Regions from separate parts of the Mus musculus genome. Here region 2 is linked to region 1. Evidence: chromatin contacts called from public Hi-C data. All regions are on one chromosome and are shown on one strand. The core of a region is the stretch at or near the end of the contact, and the rest is flanking DNA. Distances in the headings are between cores, read along the strand shown. Region 1 overlaps Dgkh (diacylglycerol kinase, eta). Region 2 overlaps Vwa8 (von Willebrand factor A domain containing 8).

Region 1 (3,236 bases), core at 355-2,854:
CCACTAGCTTACAATTTTCATAATTGACACAGCTTAATTAAGGTTGTGACTTGACATTTTGGTGATTGTCAGGCCATTTCTTCATTTGGCGATATTCCAGTATGATATCTTTCTGAGTGAGATAAATCTATGCCTAAAGCCAGAAGAAAAGAAACACACCTGCAAATGTCATCGTTATTTTGAAATTACGTTTATTTCTGTGTTTTGCTTTTTTCATAATAGGATTTTCTGGTTTTGTGAGTAGTTAAGTTTCTATTTGCGTAAACTTGGCACTTTGAGATCACAAGTAAACCTTTTTTTCAGAAGTCAGAGTCTCTTCAGATCCTGCTGTGGTTTGAATATGGAACGTTCCCCTCAGGTTCTCACATTTGGTTACTGGGTTTTCACCTGGTGTCATTGGAGGGGAAGGTGGTGGAACCTGAGGAGGTGGGGCTACTCTGGAGGAAGTAGGTCTCTGTGGTGGGCCTTGAGGACTCATAGCCTGGCTCTACTTCCTGTCTCCTTTCTGCTTCCTGACTGTCCGGGCTGTGTGGCCAGTATGTCAAGCTTCCACACCCGCCTTCCTTGCTAGGATGGATGTATTGCTTAATCTGTGAGCTAAAAAAAACCATTTCCCAGCCTATGCTGTTTCTTATCAGGTGTTTGATCACAGCATTAGAAAGTAACTAATATGTATCTTATTGATGAAGTGAACTGCTCGGTCTCTCCGGTCCTGCCAGCTCTTTCTCTTCTCGGTTATAGAGATACAATGTACTGCATAGCCTTCAAGGCTCTGTGGGATTTACACACTGGACAAGCTTGCTGTCTTCCTGGGAGAGGATGTTCCTAATAGGATTTTTAAGGTGGGAGCCTATTGGAGATGGAGTTGAAGGAATTATCTGGGAAAGGAAGAATGCCAAACCTACTGAGGCTCAATGGCTTGAGCCTCTGGTAAGAGGGAGCCGTGTACTGTGGGCTTCCATGTTTGAAGATAACATTTCCTCTTACACTGACTTTTCTCTCAAATGGGTTTAAGCTTGAAAGAACTTGTCGTCAGGATGCATGCCAGTAAAGAAGGAGAAGAAAGCAGGAAGTGGAAAGCATGCTGTTAGACAAGGAAAACAAACAAACAAAACCCTGCTCAGTGGGAAGCTGCCTCTGCTCAGAGCACTGTAGCAACCCTGAAGCCACTCTCTGCTGCTGTCTAGCTCCCAGCACGGAGAAAGCCAGTGCAGGCTGGCTGTGTGAAGCCACGGAGCGCCTCCCCCATCCTCCTCTCTGGAAGCGTTCAGGATCTTCTCTGCTCCTCAGGGATCTGTAACTTCACAGCAGAATTCACAGTGTGGGTTTATTTTCATCCACTGTGTGGGCTTCTCCCCATTCAGGGCTCAGTTCTGGGAAATCATCTTGAGTTATTTCTTCCTTCTGTTTGTTCTCCTTATTCTGTGTGGTATTACCATTGTTTGGACGTTGGCCCTCCTGGATTTGTCATTGCGTGTTCCTTCCCAGTCTCTCCCCAACTCCCCATTTTCTAGCATGTTTCCCTTTTCATTGTGCTTCCTAGGAGAGTTCTTGACTTTATTTTGCAACCTTTCTATTGTATTTTCACTTCCCTTTGGGTAAATATACAAACATTTGTGTGTGTGCACACAGGGCTTCCTGCGATGGTTATCATACTTCAGCATCTATGTGGGCTTGGTTTTAATGCTCCCTAAAGGATGCAAAGGAAAAAAAAAGTGGTCTGCAGAAGATCAAATGTATGTTATAAAATGTGAATGTTATAGAATGTTAACCCAGGCACTCCCTTTTATGAGCTTTTGACCATCTCTTCATTACTCATATCTATCACGGGGTGTTAATGAATGGTATGTGAGTAGTGGCTGTTTAGGGAACAGTGACAAAAGAGTGGCCATTTTAAGTTCAGTTAAAAATGCTTTTTTTCCCCCCCAGAGTATTTTCAACTTGTGGTCAGTTGACTCAATGGATATGGAACCCACAGACACACACCCACACACACACACAGACACTACACACTATACACACACTACACACACAGAGACATACACACAGACACACACACTACAGACACACTACACACACACATTATACACACACAGAGAGACACACACTTCACACACAGACACACATGCTACACACAGAAACACACAGACACATACACACTACACACACAGACACACACACAGACGCATAGAGAAATAAACACAGACACACACACAGACGCATAGAGAAGTAAACACAGACAGACACACTAAACACACCACACACACACACACACACACACACACACACACACTTACTTGTAGAACCACCACCCCTGAAGCTGGACCTACACACACACACACACACACACACACACACACACACTTACTTGTAGAACCACCACCCCTGAAGCTGGACCTCTGAAGCTGTTTGAGGTGCAGGTGTTTCATTCTATAACCTGACTAGGCTTTTCCTTGACAACCCCTGACATCTCCGCCCTTGGCTTTGTCAGGTCCCAAAGGGCTTTCCAATAGCAAATTGCAATCCTGGCTACCGTCATCTTGAAGGTTTGTTATATAGCAAGTCCAGGGTACTGGCTTATTCACACTTACACAGCACTACTCCTCTGCCTCTAGTTACTTCTGAGTCTTTTATTCTAGACTCTCTCCATTCAGCTCTCTCCAGAATAAGCCCCCAGCCTTGTTCTGCTGTGGGAGACAGACATTTGGGGCAAAGCAGAGCTGAAGAAAAGAGGAGTGGGGAGGGCGGGTGCTGGTGAGGGAGGAGGAAGACAGAGGTTCGTTCTTTCTTTATATATATACATATACATATATGTATATATATATATTATTAGATATTTTCTTCATTTACATTTCAAATGCTATCCCAAAACTCCCCTATCCCCTAAATCAGACTTTCACCTAGTTCCTTGCTCCGGCACGAGAGGTACCTGGTGCTGTGAGGTATTGAGTCCTTCGGGGATCGTCTGTTCTAGTGGGCTGGCTTTCAGCTGTCCACACTGCCACTGTGTGGCTGCACTAAGTCAGTCCTCATTCTTGTATCTGCTTCACCACTTGTAAGTGGTTCAACTTTGATCTCTGATTTTGTTGAACCTCATAATCTTCTGCCTTTCCCAGAAACCTCTCTACTGGAACTTTGAAGGAATGAGAGCGTGTCGAGAGCTAAGAAACCTGTGTAAAACCAGTAGTTTTAAATATGGATTTTGGAAAAATTAAAAACATACTATTAGTTTAATA
Region 2 (3,236 bases), core at 354-2,853, 400 kb before region 1:
TCAAGAGTTTGATGAAACACCATGACCAAAGCAACTTGGGGAGAAAAGGGTTTATTTGGCTTATTCTTCCATATCACTAGTCATCATCAAAGGATGTTGGGAAGGGAACTCAAACAGGACAGGAATCTGAAGGCAGGAGTTGATACAGAGGCCATGGAAGGGTACTGCCAGGATCAGCCATCAAAGGATGGCCTCACTCACAATGTTCTGGGCCCTTTCCCATTAATGTCTAATTTTAATGCCTTACAGGCTTGCCTACAGCTTGAACTTATGGAGGCCATTTCTCAACTGAGGTCCCCTCCTCTCAGATGACTTTATAGCTTGCATCAAGTTGGCATAAAAGCAGCCAGCAGGAAACACATTCTGCCAGCTATCACCAGGAGCACAATGCACAGGAAGAATGCTTTGTATGGCTCCATAAGTCACTTAGAATGCAGTCTATAACATCGTGTTTAGAATGTACATTAGGATGAAAGACACTGCACTTTAGACACTCTGAAAGTAAGACCCTGTCCCAGTTCACCTTAATGGTGACTATTCTTAAGGTGAAACATTTTCCACTGGAGTCGATACAATGTGTAGTAACTTTACATGCGGATTCCTGGTAGAGTATAGGAAGGCTTAAAGGAAACTGGAGCAATTCATTTTCATTTTCAACCTGTTCTTTTACATTTTGATCAAGTAGTAACCAAGGTACATTAGTTTTAGACCTTTGTTGGAAGGTCATAGAGAACAAAGCTCACAGGCTGTACTTTGGCGATTAATATGTAAAATATATACAGACATACTCACATAAATGTGTTACCTAGTGCTAAAGATACCCATGTAACCAGGAATTAAGACCAGGATCCAGAACCCCCTGGAGACCACATTTCACTGCTAACTAGGAAGCTACTACCCTGACTGCTGACAGAATTGCTTCCTATTTGATTTATTTAAAGAAACACATTTTTTTGTTTGTTTTGAGACGGGATGTCACTATGTAGATTAGCTTGGCCTTGAAATGGCTCCCTCAGTCTTCCAAGTGTTAACACCATAGCCATGTGACACTCTGCCCTGCTAGATCAATTTTCATTTCTTTTTTTGAGACAGGATCTTATGTATAGCCCTGGTTGGCCTAGAAGACACTATGTAAAACCAGGCTTGCCCCTAACTTGTGGCATTCCTTCTACCTCTGCCTCCCAAGTGCTAGACTTACAGGCATGCAATACAGCATCTGGCTTAAGCATTTTTCTTTGTTTTTGTTTTTTTGAGACAGGGTTTCTCTGTGTAGCCCTGGCTGTCCTGGAACTCACTTTGTAGACCAGGCTGGTGTCAAACTCAGAAATCCGCCTGCCTCTGCCTCCCGAGTGCTGGGATTAATAAGCGTGCACCACCACTGCCCGGCTGCTTAAGCAGTTTTTAAGTGAAGCAATTCCTATACTAAAGCAAATATGGCAGCAATAAAGAATAAAATGTCAGGCAAACCTGAGACTAAAACTTCTACTTCCTAGTCATAAAACTTTCCACTTGAATCTTTACCAAGTGGGACCAAGGATCTGTCATTTTCATTTAACTATATTTCATATTCATCACATGGTACAACAACAAGACTCAGAGTTCAAAGTTCTCTATGTGGCCAAAAAAATCAAAATATGTTTACACTGAGTATGGTGATCATTCACACAGTACATATTTGTACTTCCAAGTTATTTTGTTTTCAGCAAAGTTATAGTCTGATATGCATTTCCATAAGCTTAGGAAAACTATAAAGCTTTGATCACTCTTTGCAATAAGGAACTAAATGCTCTGGCTGAGTACACTTTTTGACCTGGTGAAACTTGGGAGGAAGAAAGGGACCTTATAATGAGTGTCTTCCAAGGCATATGACCCTGTGTCATATCTTGCTTAAAAAGGCACATTGGAATATGTTTTCTAAAATATATTTTAGGGAACTGAGATACACAGAAGTTAAGAGCGCATGCTGTTCTTACAAAGGACCAGAGTTAGATTCCCACCTCCTTTGCAATCACCTCCAACTTCAGCTCTAGGGGATACAATGCCCCCCTTTCTGATCTCCATGGCCACTGCCTCCTCATATAAATCAATAAGAATATTCAGATAAATCTGAACAAATTAATAAAATACATTTAAGTACCCAGGCCATGACCTTGATTGAGAGTGGGAGGTGGCTGGGTCCATGCTGAACTAGAAGACTATGATGTGTTCTTTTATTATTATTTTTTTAATGGTGGACAACATGATTCTTTTTTTAAAAAAAGATTTATTTATTTATTATATGTAAGTGTAGCTGTCTTCAGACACTCCAGAAGATGGAGTCAGATCTCATTATGGATGGTTGTAAGCCACCATGTGGTTGCTGGGATTTGAACTCTGGACCTTCAGAAGAGCAGTCGGGTGCTCTTACCTACTGAGCCATCTCACTAGCCCGATGTGTTCTTTTAAATAAAGTAATAAAAAGTGTTTCTACATGAACAGGGCAGATCTCCTAGAGTAGGCTCTTCCTTGCTCTTCTAGTTTGGGGAACAAACTGTATCCTTCAATTGTTCTCCCAAGTTTACTGTTCTCCAAATACGGAAGGAGAAACACAAGGAGATTCATTAATTTCTTTCTTAGCATAGTATTGGTGAATGTAAAGGTATCTGGGACTTGGTCCTGGTTCTTTGCTAACTACCTATGCAAAATTGTAATGAGTGCCAGCTAATATCTCAGTATTAATGTTTTCACTTCTAAAGAAAGGACTGATCTTAAGGTCTAATGGCTTGGAGAGTCTCTGATAACCATGGAAGCCAGAGCCAGAAGTAACAGAACAGTGTAAAGGGCTTGTATTACTTTGGTGCTCTTGACTGAAATTGATCAATCAGAATAATAATATCTGTACCTATCAATCAGATGGGCTCCTTGGTCAATAGGCATGCTTTCTTAAAGAATAAAGAGGCTCTAAATAATCCCATTTGTTTGAGGTCAAAGTTTTCACTTCTTGATCTAGTTACAGCTATTGAACTGCTTAATAAAATAGTATTTGTTGATAACCCAGCATAAGAAATGCATCCAGGTCTGGGGATACATCTCAGTTGCAGAGGCTTACTTAACACGAGCAAGGTTCTTGGCTTGATACCCAGCACTTAAAAAACAACACCACTAATGCATTCACTGATAATTTTATAAATAATATTAAAATGCCAAGTAAGAAAAAAAAATCCATCCATTTGAGAAAGGTAACCTTTCTCAGATTC

The links. A called contact is a pair of places that touch in the nucleus more often than the background predicts.
Region 2: a Hi-C map of bone marrow-derived macrophages shows a contact between it and region 1, with 20 read pairs. The contact joins two enhancer-like sites. A contact is called at or near these places in 1 of 15 datasets of contacts at CTCF or cohesin (the NIH/3T3 cell line), 2 of 484 Hi-C or Micro-C datasets (the P5424 cell line and bone marrow-derived macrophages), 3 of 115 datasets of contacts at active chromatin or transcription factors (the NIH/3T3 cell line, embryonic basal ganglia and vascular smooth muscle cells) and 1 of 9 other capture datasets (embryonic stem cells).

The regions. Positions count from the first base shown.
Region 1 is chr14:78,676,414-78,679,649 of GRCm38.p6, reverse strand. All of the region lies in intron 2 of Dgkh (diacylglycerol kinase, eta), which reads left to right. Among named protein-coding and RNA genes, the nearest start is that of Gm30716, 27 kb to the right of the region's middle. Within about 2 kb of position 1,604, at least 116 of the 459 cell types and tissues checked have an H3K27ac peak or open chromatin away from gene starts, as enhancers often do. A contact at or near this core is called in bone marrow-derived macrophages, where this site is marked.
Region 2 is chr14:79,077,833-79,081,068 of GRCm38.p6, reverse strand. The region is part of intron 26 of Vwa8 (von Willebrand factor A domain containing 8); the gene reads right to left. Among named protein-coding and RNA genes, the nearest start is that of Gm30970, 56 kb to the left of the region's middle. Within about 2 kb of position 1,603, at least 2 of the 459 cell types and tissues checked have an H3K27ac peak or open chromatin away from gene starts, as enhancers often do. A contact at or near this core is called in bone marrow-derived macrophages, where this site is marked.